Linked DNA regions of Zea mays: region 1 is linked to region 2. A link is a contact called in public Hi-C data. All regions are on one chromosome and are shown on one strand. The core of a region is the stretch at or near the end of the contact, and the rest is flanking DNA. Distances in the headings are between cores, read along the strand shown.

Region 1 (7,633 bases), core at 926-3,425, 140 kb before region 2:
ATCTTCGTATAAATTGACTCAAAATTACATTTTTTTTACTCACCATCATTCTAGAATTGCGCTATTGAAATGGTAGTATCATCCATGACCAGTTAGGGGGTGTATGAATGTACTATAAATAATAGTTAATTGGCTAAAAAATTAATAGTAAAATTTAAAAGCTAACAAACCGCTAGCTCACTATTAACTAATTTACTAAAAATAGCTAACATTTAAATTATTAGATAAACTGTTTGAATGTTTTCAACTAATTTTAGCGGCTAACTTTAGTCGTAGGGAATTCAAAACCCGTTAATTTCAGCAGCAACAGCAGCAACTGTCGCAGGCATCCAATTAGAGATGGTCAAACGGGCCGCCCGGCCCGATCCGGGCCCGGCCCGCTAGGCACGGTTAGGAAACCGGGCTTGGCCTTCTAAGCCCGCGGGCTCGATTCCTTGTCCGAGCCCGTCCCGCAGCGGGCCTAAACGGGCCATTTAGCACGAAAAAAGCGGGCCGAAAGCGGGCTAAGCGGGCCGAAAAGCATGTTTTAGTGCAAAAAAGCGGGCTCAACGAGCTTAGAGGTAAACGGGCCGTGCCGGGCTAGATCACCGTACCTAGTTTCTTGTCCGAGCCCGGTCCGCTTATTCGTGCCGGGTCGGCCTGGGCCCGCATAGAACCGGATCGTGCCAGGCTCAGACCGAACCCAAACAGCGGGCTTCGTGCCAGGCTCACGGGCCTCGTGCTTATTAGCCATCTATATATCCAATACAAGTTTGGATTATTTTATGTCAGTAGGAACACACCCCGTACCTAATATGGTAGCGTGCGCCGACCGCGCCAGGCGCGTGTGTAGGACGTACAGGCTCAGCGCAGCATGACTAGCCAGGCGCGTGTGTAGGACGTACCTGCCGTTCCACGCGGGTCGCACGCAGCACGCATGCCAGAATCCAGATCGCGTCGCCGAGGCCGAGCGTACCGACATCACGCTGGTGCGCAAAAGATCACACCCCGGCACCGGCAGTCGCTTTTCCGCTGACCAGAGGCAGAGGCTGCTACGGTGAGCAGCCTCCGCCGACGATGGAGCACTTAACCAAATTGCAAGACGCTATCGCGTTCGCGTGCTCCCACCTGATTTGCCAGGGCCACCACCATTAGGGATGGCAGCGGGTCGGTTGTGTTCGGGTATAATAATACCCGACCCGATATCATACTCGACCCTTATACAAATATCCATACCCACCAAGCCAATCGGGTAAAAAAATGGACCCGTACCCGTGTCCACCGGGTACCCGTCGGGTATCGGGTATCCGGTGGATATGCTGCTGTAAAATATAAATTTCCATGTAAATTAATGAGCAACACAATTTATGACAGATAGGAGTTAATGAACAATATCACAACATGTGAATTTGATAAGCAAAGCAACATCACCAATTTACAAATCATAGTACAGTTCATAAGCAAAGCAACATCGTGGCTGACTAGCTGCTGGCGTACGTCGTTGCTGCTGGCGGACGTTGTGGGCTCGTGGCGCCGTAGAGGCTGGTCGACTTGGGGCGGCGGCTGATGCTGGTCATCGTCCGTCGAGGGCTAGCGCCGGCGGCGCGGATGCTAGGCGGGTGTCTGCCACGGATGCAAGGTTCAACGGGCGGCGGCTCACACATCTAGAGTAGCCGAGTAGGGACCTGGCGACCTGGGGGAGTGGGGGCTGGGGGCTAGCCGGCTGGGTCGCTGGGGCGGCGACGTCGGGATGCCAGGGGTAGGGACGCATGTCTCACGGCCTCTCAGGGTTAGCCGGTTAGGAGAATAGGAATTAGCAGCAGCCAACAGTTACACGGGCCACACGGCGCTTGGGTTGGGTGCTTCCGTGCTTGGTGGCCTTTGGGCTTTTTTTTTGCTTTGGTTCATAGGCCGAAAACACAACATGTGAAATTGTGAATTAATATTTCGGGTATCTAATGGATACCCATGGGTAAAATATACTATCCGTACCCTACCCGATGTATTTCGGGTACCCGACCCGACAGAATCCACGGGTAAGTTTTTCAACCCATATCCATGTTCATCGGGTACGAAACCCGTGGGTATCCATACCCACGGGTCCAATTGCCATCCCTAACCACCATCACCACATGGTTTATTGCAAAAATCCGAACGACGCCTATAAATAGCCCCGGCCATGCTGACCAACCTCCATCCATCAAAGTCACAGAGACGACCAGCTGAAGCGAACACAGAGCTGCTCGCCGTGTAACGCAGCAGGCAGCAGCACCCAGAGGCGGCAGGCCACACACACAGCACACGCAGATCTTCGATCACCACCATGGGTTCTCTCGGCAGCGCCGCGCAGCAGCAGCCGCAGCAACCGCACGCCGTGTGCCTGCCGTACCCAGCGCAGGGCCACATCACCCCGATGCTCAACGTGGCGAAGCTGCTGCACGCCCGGGGCTTCCACGTCACCTTCGTCAACACCGAGTACAACCAGGCGCGCCTCGTCCGGACCCGCGGGGCGGCGGCCGTGGCCGGCCTCCCGGGCTTCCGCTTCGCCACCATCCCCGACGGCCTGCCGCCGTCGGAGGACGACGACGTCACGCAGGACATCCCCTCGCTGTGCAAGTCCACCACGGAGACCTGCCTCGGGCCCTTCCGCCGCCTGCTCGCGGACCTCAGCGACCCGCCCGTCACCTGCGTCGTCTCCGACGTCGTCATGGGCTTCTCCATCGACGCCACCAAGGAGCTCGGCCTTCCCTACGTCCAGCTCTGGACTGCCAGCACCATCAGCTTCCTCGGCTACCGCCACTACCACCTCCTCAAGAGCCGTGGCCTCGCTCCGCTCAAAAGTTAGTTCGTGTGCTTTTTTTTAATGATGACACCAGCGACGTGGGGAAATTTAGCTAGTAGTGCGCGCGCCGCCTACTCTGCCATGCCATGTCTGAATTCTGATAATCTCAACTCGTCGTTTACATGCGCAGGTGTGGAGCAGCTGACGAACGGATTCCTTGACACGGCGGTGGAGGACGTGCCGGGGCTGCGGAACATGAGGTTCCGGGACTTCCCGAGCTTCATCCGCTCCACGGACCCGGACGAGTACATGGTGGGCTACGTCCTCCAGGAGACGGGGCGCACGGCGGGCGCGTCGGCCGTGATCCTCAACACCTTCGACGAGCTGGAGGGCGAGGCGGTGGCGGCCATGCGCTCGCTCGGCCTGGCGCGCAAGGTGTACACGCTGGGCCCGCTCCCGCTGCTGGCGCGCGAGGACCCGCCCACCCCGCGCTCCGCCATCAGCCTCAGCCTGTGGAAGGAGGAGGAGGAGTGCCTGCGGTGGCTCGACGGCAGGGACCCCGGCTCCGTCGTCTACGTCAACTTCGGCAGCATCACCGTGATGACCAGCGAGCAGCTGGTGGAGTTCGCGTGGGGGCTGGCCAACAGCGGCAGGCCGTTCCTGTGGATCATCCGGCGCGACCTCGTCAGGGGCGACACCGCCGTGCTGCCGCCGGAGTTCCTGTCCGAGACGGCCGGCCGCGGGCTCATGGCCACCTGGTGCCCGCAGCAGGCGGTGCTGGACCACCCGGCCGTGGCCGCGTTCCTCACGCACAGCGGATGGAACTCCACGCTGGAGGCCATGTGCGGCGGCGTCCCGGTCATCAGCTGGCCCTTCTTCGCCGACCAGCAGACCAACTGCCGCTACCAGTGCAACGAGTGGGGCGTCGGGATGGAGATCGACAGCAACGTCCGGCGCGACGCCGTGGCGAGCCTCATCGCTGAGCTCATGGAGGGGGAGCAGGGGAAGGAGATGAGGAGAAGGGCACTGGAATGGAGGGACAAGGCCATCGAGGTGGCCAAGCCCGGAGGCACGTCTCACCGGAATTTCGATGACCTGGTTCGCAATGTGCTCCTGCCAAAGAACTAGGCAACTTAGCTCTATATTTGCAGTTTGCACGGTGCTTCTGCCAGTGCCGTGTGATTTTGTTCCTTTGTTTTGGAGGGAGATGGACAGGTCAGTGTCGTTGTGTAAACAATAAAAATACATGCATACGAGCGTCCAATTGATGATGGGCAAGTCTGAAACAAACTGTTGTGCTTGCATGGATTATTGTGGACACCAAATGTGTCTCGCCGGTCCGCGGTCCGGACTGTCCGCGGTGGTGGTGCGGACGGTCCGCGCGTGCGCAGAATCAGTTAGGGTTCCTAGTTTCTCGCGGGATTGGTTACCTAAAACCACGGGATTAACTCGGAAATCAGTTGGAAGCGGATCCAGACCTTCCCTTTATATAGATGAAGGGCTACGGCCGATTGAACCCCCATCAATCGAACAAATCAAGTCTATTTCTCGTTTTTACCTTACGCATTAGGAATAGTTCTAGTCTAGTTCTAGTTTAGCCTCTCAATCTCCAAATTCTCCGTCTCTCTTCGACTCTACGTCGATTAGAGGAGTCTAGGTCGGCCTGCCGAGCCTAGACAACACCTAGGATCTCTCCTCCCCGACGGGGTCCCTCCCGGGAGCGAGATCCAGGCGCCGCCGGTGACCTTCGCCATCCCATGCGCACGCGCGGACCGTCCGGCCTGTAGGCGCGGACCGTCCGGCCGTCAGGCAGGGAACCTTTGCCCCTGCTCCAGGTCGCGGACCGTCCGGTCCCTGGTCGCGGACCGTCCGCGCCTGTGCAGAGAGCACCGCCGCCGGTTCTTGTTGAGTGTTTGGCACCCGAAAAAGGTGTCAACATACTTTTGGCGACTCCGCTGGGGAAGGTGTTTAGATCTACTAAAAATCAGGCCCTCAAATGGCCGGTTCTAAAGATCACACCGATATCTCCCCGGACAATATCCTGAAGCCGGCTGTTGAAAGTCTGACGGCCGATGAGCAACAGCAATACGAGGACTACATGCGTCAAGCGAGGGAGAAATTCTTATCACAATACACGGTGGATCGCCACCAGAAAGTTGTCAAACATGGAGAGACCGACGTCGCATCTCTTCTATCTTCGCTTCAAGTCCCCAACGTAAGTAAACCCGACGACATCCAATTTATTAAACAGTATGTAGATCAGCAGCAAGATCAAATGAAACAACAGATTGTAGGGTTAGAAGAGTCAATTAGAAAATTAACGCGTACGTTGGAGAAGTCCGTTGCTCCTAGTTTTCCATCATATGAGACTAGTAACAGGATATCTATGTCTAATACATCGGCAACAAATGGGGATTTGCAGCCCCAGCCATTATATGGTATGCCGATGAACTCATATACAGGACAAGTACCACCACCGCCATCCCTGCTTGGTAGATTGGCACCCATGAACACGGTCGGACCGTCCGAGCTTCTGCCCGGACCGTCCGGCCCATATGCAGACCGTCCGGCTTACTCTGCCGGACAGTCTGGGGCCGCCCTAGGACCACCGTCGTCCCTGCTTGGCAGACCGGTGAACCTGGACGCGGTCGGACCGCCCAAGCTTCTGCCCGGACCGTCCGGCCCTTACGCGGACCGTCCGGCTTTCCCTGCCGGACAGTCCGGGCCCGCACCAGGACTACCACATGGCGTCCCGATAATGGCGAACGCAACCGGTCAGTTCGGATTTACCACCGGGCAAGCTGGATATGCATACGCAAAACCTGTTGTTGCACACCATGCACCAAATTATTACACACCACAGCAGCAGTATGTTTCGTCCTCTACATATTTAAACCATAACGTACCATACAACCACAGACCGATCAACACTATCGATCGGTCACGGCAAGAAGGTCGGTATACTAATACCCGACCAAATGAGCCCCACAGCCCAGGATCCGGTGGTCTGCCACCGGGTGCAATGGAAAAAATTAGGGAAGAGATGACTGAACTATTTTGAGATAAGTTCGGAGTTAGTGTAGCCAGAGTAGGGCAATCATACCAAAAGTTGTATAATCACCGGTTTGACACTGTCCCATATCCACAAGGGGCAAGGATACCAGAATTTTCCAAGTTTTCTGGTGAGAATGGGAGGAGCACACACGAACACATAGGCCAGTTCCTAGCACACCTAGGTGAATTGGCCGATGGAGAAGCATTTCGTGTTCGGTTATTTTCTCTATCCCTTACTGGTACCGCTTTTGCATGGTACGCCGCCCTGCCTCCTAATTCCATTAATTCCTGGAATGAGTTAGAAAGTAAATTTCATGAACATTTCTTTGCCGAGGAATATGAATTAGGACTAGCTGACTTAGCTTCAGTTCGACAAGGACGCGAAGAATCGGTTAATGATTATATCCGGAGGTTCCGGGACACTAGAAACCGATGCTTTCGGATCCATGTCGCAGACAAAGATCTAGCAGGGTTAGCTTTTAATGGGTTGCTATCCTACTTAAGAGACAAATTAGATGGGACCCAGTTCTTTTCGATAGCCCAGCTACATCAGCGGGCTTTAGCCTGTGAAAGCCGATTTAAAGAGACATCAAAATCGACCGCCCGTACTATACATCTAATAGAGCGTGATAGTTCAGATGATGAATCCGCAGATGTATATACCGCTGAGTTTATTTGGCCAACAAAGGCCAAATCTTCAGCATGTTCTTCCTTACAGCCGGTTCAAAAGAATCGGCAAGAAGAGATTAAATTTACCTTTAATGTTGCCAAATGCGATAAGATATTTGATGAGCTACTTAAAAATGGCAACATTAAATTAACTCATACTATCCCTCCTATAGATGAATTAAAGAGACGTGCTTATTGTAAGTGGCATAATTCTTTTTCTCATGCCACCAATGACTGTAATGTTTTTCGTCGACAGGTACAATCGGCCATAAATGAGGGCCGATTGGCTTTTCAGGAAATGCAAGTGGACACACAACCATTTCCTGTTAATACAATAGATATCGCATGCAAAAAGATCTTAGTTCGGCCCGAAATGGCCGATAAAGGCAAAAGCAAAGACATCATCATTGGTAGTCCTCGCACGTCGAATATATCACAAAAGGAGATTGTTCGAAAGGCTCCGGATGATAAGGCTAAAAAGTCCGGAGGCACCGGGGGGCAGGCACAATTAATGAGTCAAGCATGACAGCCTGTCCTGAGCATCACGGACGATCTGGCACCTACGTGCGGACGGTCCGGTGTTCAGATAGACGGTTCGGCTAACTCTGCCGGACAGTCCGCCTATGCCCAAAGGTGTCAGCCTCCACACAAAACCTTAAAAGGGAAGGAGACACAACGACGAAGCACAAATGGTCGGCTGATCAAAGCTGACTCTACTATTGATCAGTTGCTCTCCAAGAATACTAGCGAGAAGACCGTTCTACGTGATCGGTCAACGAAGAAACCTCGGTCACCTACTAAAACGAAACGGGTAAACAAAACGGCCCGAAAGGCGACACAACAAGCATCGCCTATTCATCCTATGAGACCAGGGTACTTTCCACCCGTTTACTCATCGTCAGTATATTATCCTGTTCAAACATGGAATGGTACGATGATGAATCCATGGTACATGTATAGTCCCTTTGTCTATCCATACTGGGGGTGAAAGTCGCCTAGAGGGGGGGTGGATAGGCGAAACCTGAAAATTAAAACTTTATCCCCCAACTAGATCCTTTGATTAGTGGTTAGAACAAGATGAGCAATTATCGGAGTATAAAAACTAAGTTCTTGCTAGTAAAGAGTATAGCTTTCAAATTATGCGGAAGT
Region 2 (7,179 bases), core at 663-3,162:
AGTTCGTTCCCGTGGTTTCTCGTCAAGTTCATTCATCATCGCATCCAGGGAAGAGGGACTCCCCGCGCCGAGTTCCTCCTGGCACGCCTGATGTGCGTACTGCTCTCATCCTCCTCGCTGTGGTTGGATCCTTGCACCGCGCTCCCACGCCTCCTCCACCAAGCTATTCATGCTCTAACAAGCAATGGCAGTCACAGGCAAGCGAACACACGACGATCGCCCATAACGTGCCAATTGCCATGGATACTAGATCAACTATATCAAACATACATACGAGATATCTTATTTGAATGGAGTCACTAGTGTTTTAAACATTGGTCCCTCACTGTTACTTTTTTTTTGGTGCATGTTATTCTACTTTTTAGTGATGATACGAGTAGTTATGTACACATGCACATATCTGTCATCACAATTATCTAGTTATATTTCTACATTAAATTAGATAAGAAAATGTCTAAATTCCTAACAGCGGGCGCGTACGTCCTCATGTTTGTTGTGGTCCGCTGACATGCGGGCATTCGCTTTACGCCAACCGCCGTACGCTGACGAGCCTCGTCAGAGATCTCTATCTCATGCGATCCGATCGGCTCCGATCATGCGAGTGCGTCGTCTTCCCCGATTGGATTGGGAAAAGTGACGGGTTTCGCTAACCCCCACTGTGATCGTCTGTCAGCTCACGGTCTAGCATGCTGCATGCGATCCATATGTCAGTTATGTACGATACAAAGACGATGATGCAGTTGGTGCTCGCCTACTACTGGGATCGTAGCTGTGATGGTAGTACGATCTGACGGACCACTTTGTTCTAGCGTTGGCTTGGCCATGGAGATCTGGGATCGACGGGGTCCCAACTCCCGTCCCAAGTTTTGCCGTGTGTTGGGAAATAACATGGCAGGATGCCAGGATCACACGTTCCGATATAGGACATGATCATCCACCCATGGACTCCTCGCTCAGTCGCTTCCATTTTCCCTGCCATCGGGGGGTAATGACTGGTAGGTAGGCCAACCTGTCAGCCACTTCAACCCCCAATACGGCAATACCCATGCATGCAGGCCAGCACCAGCCTGGCTGGCAAGTTACGTGGATGAGGAATGGCCTAACCCTGATGCCACCGGCGACGGTGAGGCCTGTGATTGGATTAGTGAATCGTACTGACAAAGTGAACACCAACTGTTGGATAGTACCTGGGTATGCCTGCTGCTGCTGCTCCTCTGTTCACAGCTTGTAGTAAGTGGAAAACGGGCCCATAAACCAGTGAACCCAACGTTCGAAATCCACACAGGCGGTCCCGGCCCACCACCCCTCCCAACGTTCGGCTGCCTAAAATTTCAAGCGCCTCGAGAAGCCAACGTGCTTTTTACCCACTCCAGCAGTCCCCACTTTGCCCGTCCCCCACACAATCCCCAACTTGCCCCTACATTCCGCCGGGCTGCACCAAGTGCCGGGGTAAAGTGGTAAAATGGCAACCCAACTACAGCTGGGAGCTGGCAGGGTACGCAAAACCAGCTGTCAGTGACCGTTCGGGCAGCCTGTCTGTTTGTATCGCTTTTGCCCTCCACCTCTACAAAAAAGAACTGTTTTCAGCTTCTCATACTAAATTATTTCGAATAAAGCAGTTTATTTTGAAAACAACTATTTTCACTTACTCCCACAGACACAATTTCTGAGGTAAAATTAAATAAATCTTAAAATACTTATCGAATATTTATAGCTCTATCCGTAAAACTGTTTTTGAGTCAAACCAACGAAAAAAAGCTGACCGTACCCAACAGGCACTTGCTTTTGGTCCAGAAAGTGCCCCCTCGTCATACGTCACGCGCCGCGCCGCAGCCCTCACACTTCACTCACACACTTCGCCGGCTATAAATAAAGTACCCCCGCTCATCCTCATCCATAGCAAATCCTCGACACCGAGCAAGAAGCCAGGAACCAGCTCAAAGTTATTCGTCCAAGAACCCCACCCCACTCCCCGAATAGAAATTTCGTCTTGGAGAGCCACCAATGGCTTGTTCCACTGCATCTTTAGCGGCGACGCTGCTGGCGTTCGCGCTGATGTTCCAGGCCTGCGTCGCGGGGAGGCGGAGGCTCACCGCGCTCGTGCAGGAGCCGGCCATCACCATGAAGTACCACAAGGCCGCGCTCCTGTCGGGCCCCATCGCCGTCAACTTCATCTGGTACGGCGACTTCACGGCGCCACAGCGGGCGGTGATCACCGACTTCGTCTCGTCGCTGTCCGCGGCCCCGCGGGCGGCGGCGCAGTCGCAGCCGGAGCCGTCCGTGTCCACGTGGTTCAAGACGGCGCGCAAGTACTACGACACCTCCAAGGCGCGTTTCCCGGCGCTGCGCCTCGGCTCCCACGCCGTCGACCGGAACTGCTCCCTCGGCAGGCGGCTCACGGAGCGGGACCTCCTCAGGCTCGCCGCCAGGGGGGCACCGAGCCGCGCCATCAACCTGGTGCTCACGGCCGCCGACGTGGCCGTGGACGGGTTCTGCGCGTCCCGTTGCGGCACGCACGGCGCGTCCCCGCGGTCCCGCGCCGGCCGGTTCGCGTACGTGTGGGTGGGCAACCCGGCGTCGCAGTGCCCCGGACAGTGCGCGTGGCCGTTCCACCAGCCCGTCTACGGCCCGCAGGCGCCGCCGCTCACGCCCCCCAACGCCGACGTCGGGGTCGACGGCATGGTGATCTCGCTGGCGTCCATGATCGTCGGCACCGTCACCAACCCGTTCGGCAACGGGTTCTACCAGGAGGGCTCGGCCGACGCGCCGCTCGAGGCCGCCACGGCGTGCGCCGGCGTGTACGGCAAGGGCGCGTACCCCGGCTACGCGGGGGCGCTGCTGGTGGACCCGGCCAGCGGCGCCAGCTTCAATGCCAACGGGGCCCACGGGAGAAAGTACCTGGTCCCGGCGCTCGTGGATCCGGACACGTCGTCGTGTGCCACCTTGGGGTAGATTTCGCGGATCGTAAATTAGTGTTTGCGATGTGGCGGTGGTAGTGCTGTGGAGAGTGTTCCACGCGGCTAAAAGTTTGTGCTAAAGTAGTACTGACCAGGTTGCATTATTTCATTTGTTCAATGAAAATGAAGTATTTTCACGCACATACTACTCTTATGCATGTCGATTCTGCCTGCAATTTACTCGGTTTCCCAAAAGTTTTTGCCAGCTTGGTATGAATCATGACTATGACGTGAATCATGTGCTTTTACATTCGTGCAGATGGGAAGAAAAGATAGTATAAAGCCTATAGTAGATAATAAGACTTGGTTAGAAAAATATGCTTATACGGCCATGGTAAGTGCGAAATTCGCGAGCATGTTCCGTCAAGTCACCATGTGCGAGCAGCAGAAAACAGCACATCGAATGATCGAAAGATGCTCCGAGCCGTGCAGTAAAACGTAAAACACTTGCAATCCGAGGGCAGGCAAAGCGGAAAATGCGTACACTTCATGGGCCACCCAAGAGTTGCGTCGGGCCACAATGTGACCCAGTTCCAAACAGCCCAGAAAAGTAATTCTGAAGGTTTGACCAGTGTGGACCATCCAATCCAATGAAAGCCTCCGATCTGTTTATCCTTTGACCCGCGATTAGCACCATTGGCAAATGTTATAATCTTTTGGGACAACAACGGAACAACCAGTAAAGTCGAACTCTCGTAGTAACAAGGACCATAGCATTGAATCTAACAACGTAAAACTCCCTATGTCTAGAAAATAGACACATCACATACTTTTAAAACAATGTATTTTAAGTTTTACTGAGTAATTTTATACAAAAAATAGTACCAATGTTTATATTTTTTATATAGATTTCCTATAAAAATGTAAGATAAAAATATCAGTGCTTTTCTTTCCAAATAGATTTTCTACAAAAAAAGATATAGTTTATTCTATGATCCATCTAATGTTTACCCTAAACCGTAATACATTTTCATATAAGTTTGGTTGAAACCGAATTCTTGGAAAAACGCCACATACACTCCTTTTGGCATGGGAGAAGAGAATAATGTACTAGCATCCTTATTACACATAAGACTGGTTTTAGTGAAGATATAGTCTTAGTGAGAAGTTTAATGGCATTGCTTTCAACAATTTTTTTTTGCATATGTCATACAGAACGAAATAAAGCATTGCTTAAAATACTCACTTTCAATGAAAAGTTTTTCAGTCTATAGTTTGATAATCATAGATAGTTGGTAATCGTGCTAAGGGAATTTCATCCGGATAAAATTAACTTTCTTGTTTCTCTTCTTAAATCCATGTGTCAGTCTATCAAATCAAATAGATACGAATTACTTTCAAGGAACAAAACAATAAGGAAACTTAACCCAACGGCCTCCTCAGGCCACTTCGTCTGTGACTGCTTTTCTATGCTTTGGATATATATCATTAGGTAAACTATAGTTTATATAAATACTATGTATGTTATAAAACAAAACCGACCTTAGCTCAGTTGGTAGAGCGGAGGACTGTAGATTGTGCAGAATAATCCTTAGGTCGCTGGTTCGAATCCGGCAGGTCGGATTTTTTAATCAGTTTTTTGTCACATGACCTTTGTGTCGGATTGCCAGAGTTATCGGTTGTTGAAATGACAGGATCGCATTCGCAATTCTAAAGATGTGATACGAGGCACTATACTTGACATTTGCTAAACTGAAGAATTTTGTGGTTAATAACGTTGTAATGTCACTTTCACAATAACTGTTAATTGTTCGAATCATATTCATTTTTCTCGGGTCCAACTGAAAGCATAGCACAAATACTAGCAGCAAAGTTGCCAATTGTCATACCTCCACTCTCTGTAGTATGTTTCAGGTTGACCCCATTTGTATATTTCGGACTTGTAACATTCTTGTCAAATATCAACTTTTAAAAGAAAGAGTTCAATTCGTGTGTCTGTCGGAGTCTATTTACACAGTTGTGCACTTTTGAGACTACATTAGTTTCTAATCTTTACTACTTATTAAGGCTACAAGGGTAGCCTGCCGTTCTGCCATCCTGCAATCTCAACCGTCCGTTCTTCCGTTGTACGATCTTATCCGTCCTTCCGTCACTGCCTTCCGCGGCCGGCCCGCATCTCGCAACCGTCCCACGCGAGCAAAGAGCCCCCGTTCCCCCTCCCCTTCCGCTCGAGTCCATCGCCGTCGCTCTGCCCTCATCCCCTCCCACGACACTGAGATGCTGCCGTCATGGACTCTTGATTGCCGCTTGCTCTGTTCATGGACTCATGCGCGCGCGTGAGATGAATGCGCGGTCGGCGCTGGACGAGGTCACCGACATGGGCGCCTTCGGCCGGTCGCCATCCACCTTCCGGAGCTCCGTTTCCAGGGACAGGCGGTTCCCTGCCGTGGCGGGGCGGTACCACCTCTACGTCTCGTACGCGTGCCCCTGGGCGTCCCGGTGCCTCGCCTTCCTCAAGCTCAAGGGCCTCGACCACGCCATCGGCGTCACGGTACGTCGGTAACCCTAGCCTCGCCCTCGCCATCGCGAGCCGACAAGCCGGATCGGGGGTTCGCTCGGCAGTGGATTGATTCCAGTTCCCCGTGATGCGCTGCATCGGAACCGTAGGTCGTGAAGCCCATCTTCGAGCGGACCAAGGAGAGCGACGAGCATCTGGGCTGGGTGTTCCCCGCCGCCGACGACGAGGAGCCCGGCGCCGAGCCCGACCTTCTCAACGGCGCCCGGAGCGTGAGGGAGCTCTACGAGATCGCCCGCTCCAACTACGCCGGGAAGCCAACCGTCCCCGTGAGCCTCCAATCCCGTCACTCCAAATCCACCAAACAAGCAGCGGATCTGATTCTCCCCCTCCTCCTTTTCGGTACGCAGAAGTGCAGAACAGCCCAACAGCCGAGCTGATTCCAGTGTTCCATGCGTTTCAGGTGCCGTGGGACAAGCAGCTGAAGACGGTGGTGAACAACGAGAGCTCCGAGATCATCCGGATGCTCAACGACGAGTTCAACGGCATCACCAGGAACCCCGGGCTGGACCTCTACCCGGCCCACCTCCGGGCCTCCATCGACGAGGCCAACGAGCTGGTCTACGACGCCATCAACAACGACGTCTACAAGTGTGGCTTCGCCAAGAAGAAGGACGACCGCGTGCTTGTGCCGGATTTGGGGTCGCTCACCAGCATCCATGACAGGTTGGTGCTTTAACTTTTTCAATCGCCTTAATAGTAGATTATTATGTTTTTTATTATGATTTGGTATCTTCTCCGTGTCTATGAACAAGAAAGATTATGTTCCCCTGAATATAGATCGCTGAGAATTTATTGTTCCTAGCGATGCAGGGCGCGTGAACTCTTCTACTACCTCAAGGGTGGGCAGGTGGACTATGGCGAGGAGCACAGCAAGGCTTGCAGCCACAACAGGTTTGGGAGAATATATCACACAGGTAGGAGATTCCAAAGAACACAATACATGGCCATGGCCTTTCAGAAATTTATTTATCCATTAGTTCTTACATGGCTGTTCTAATTTGGTGCAGGGCACTATCCTATTTGTTACGAGCACAACCCAGTGCATTTTGTGGGGCACTCTGCTGGCGCGCAGGTTGTGAGGGTGCTGCAACAGATGCTTGCCGACAAGGTACACAAACAAGAGATTTTTCGGTTTTACTCACAAGTTATAGCTGTTTATTGCTACTGGTGGAATTAGTCATGCCTATCATGTGCTTTCAGAGGGATGGTTCATGTGAACTGGAGTACAGGATTAGAGCACCCAAATTAGGATGACTTTAAGTCATTTTCTGTTAACTATTAAGGGGGCAGTGTAGACTGCCCCCGCCTACGAATCCCACCCGCCGCCCTGCCTCACCCGCCGCGAAACCAGCCACAACAGCCACCTCCCCCGCGACGAATCCCGCCCGCGCCTCCCCCGCCGCCATCCCCGCCGCGACAGCCACCCGCGAATCACCCGCCGCGGCTCCATCTCCGCGAACCGCCCGCCCGCCTCCCCCGCCGCCATCCCCGCCGCGACAGCCACGACCCAGCGTACCCCCTCGTCGTGCACATGGGCGACACCGTGCTACTTCCCGCGCCCCCGTCATCCCCTTCTTCCCCCGCATAGGTTCTCTCCCACCGCCACCTCCTTTTCGGCTTCGTCAGGCTGTGGTCGCCACTCTTCCTCCTCCCCGTCGTCGCTCTCTCTTCGCGAACCCAGCCACAGCAGCCACCTCCCCCGCG

Evidence for each region. Hi-C and Micro-C count contacts between places; a contact is called where the count stands out from the background.
Region 1: a contact with region 2 is called in a Hi-C map of leaf, with 6 times the contacts expected there. The contact joins the promoter of LOC100282827 here to the promoter of LOC100283062 in region 2. A contact is called at or near these places in 5 of 25 Hi-C or Micro-C datasets (bundle sheath, ear, endosperm and 1 more).

The regions. Positions count from the first base shown.
Region 1 is chr4:185,319,982-185,327,614 of Zm-B73-REFERENCE-NAM-5.0, reverse strand. It overlaps LOC100282827 (cytokinin-O-glucosyltransferase 2), which reads left to right and starts at 2,175. Exons shown (of 2, transcript NM_001155733.1): 1 at 2,175-2,819; 2 at 2,952-4,051. The coding sequence starts at 2,393. The coding sequence ends at 3,889.
Region 2 is chr4:185,180,922-185,188,100 of Zm-B73-REFERENCE-NAM-5.0, reverse strand. It overlaps LOC100283062 (phi-1-like phosphate-induced protein), which reads left to right and starts at 1,912. Exons shown (of 1, transcript NM_001155964.2): 1 at 1,912-3,098. The coding sequence starts at 2,005. The coding sequence ends at 2,952. TRNAY-GUA (transfer RNA tyrosine (anticodon GUA)) reads left to right here and starts at 4,435; the gene lies at 4,435-4,520.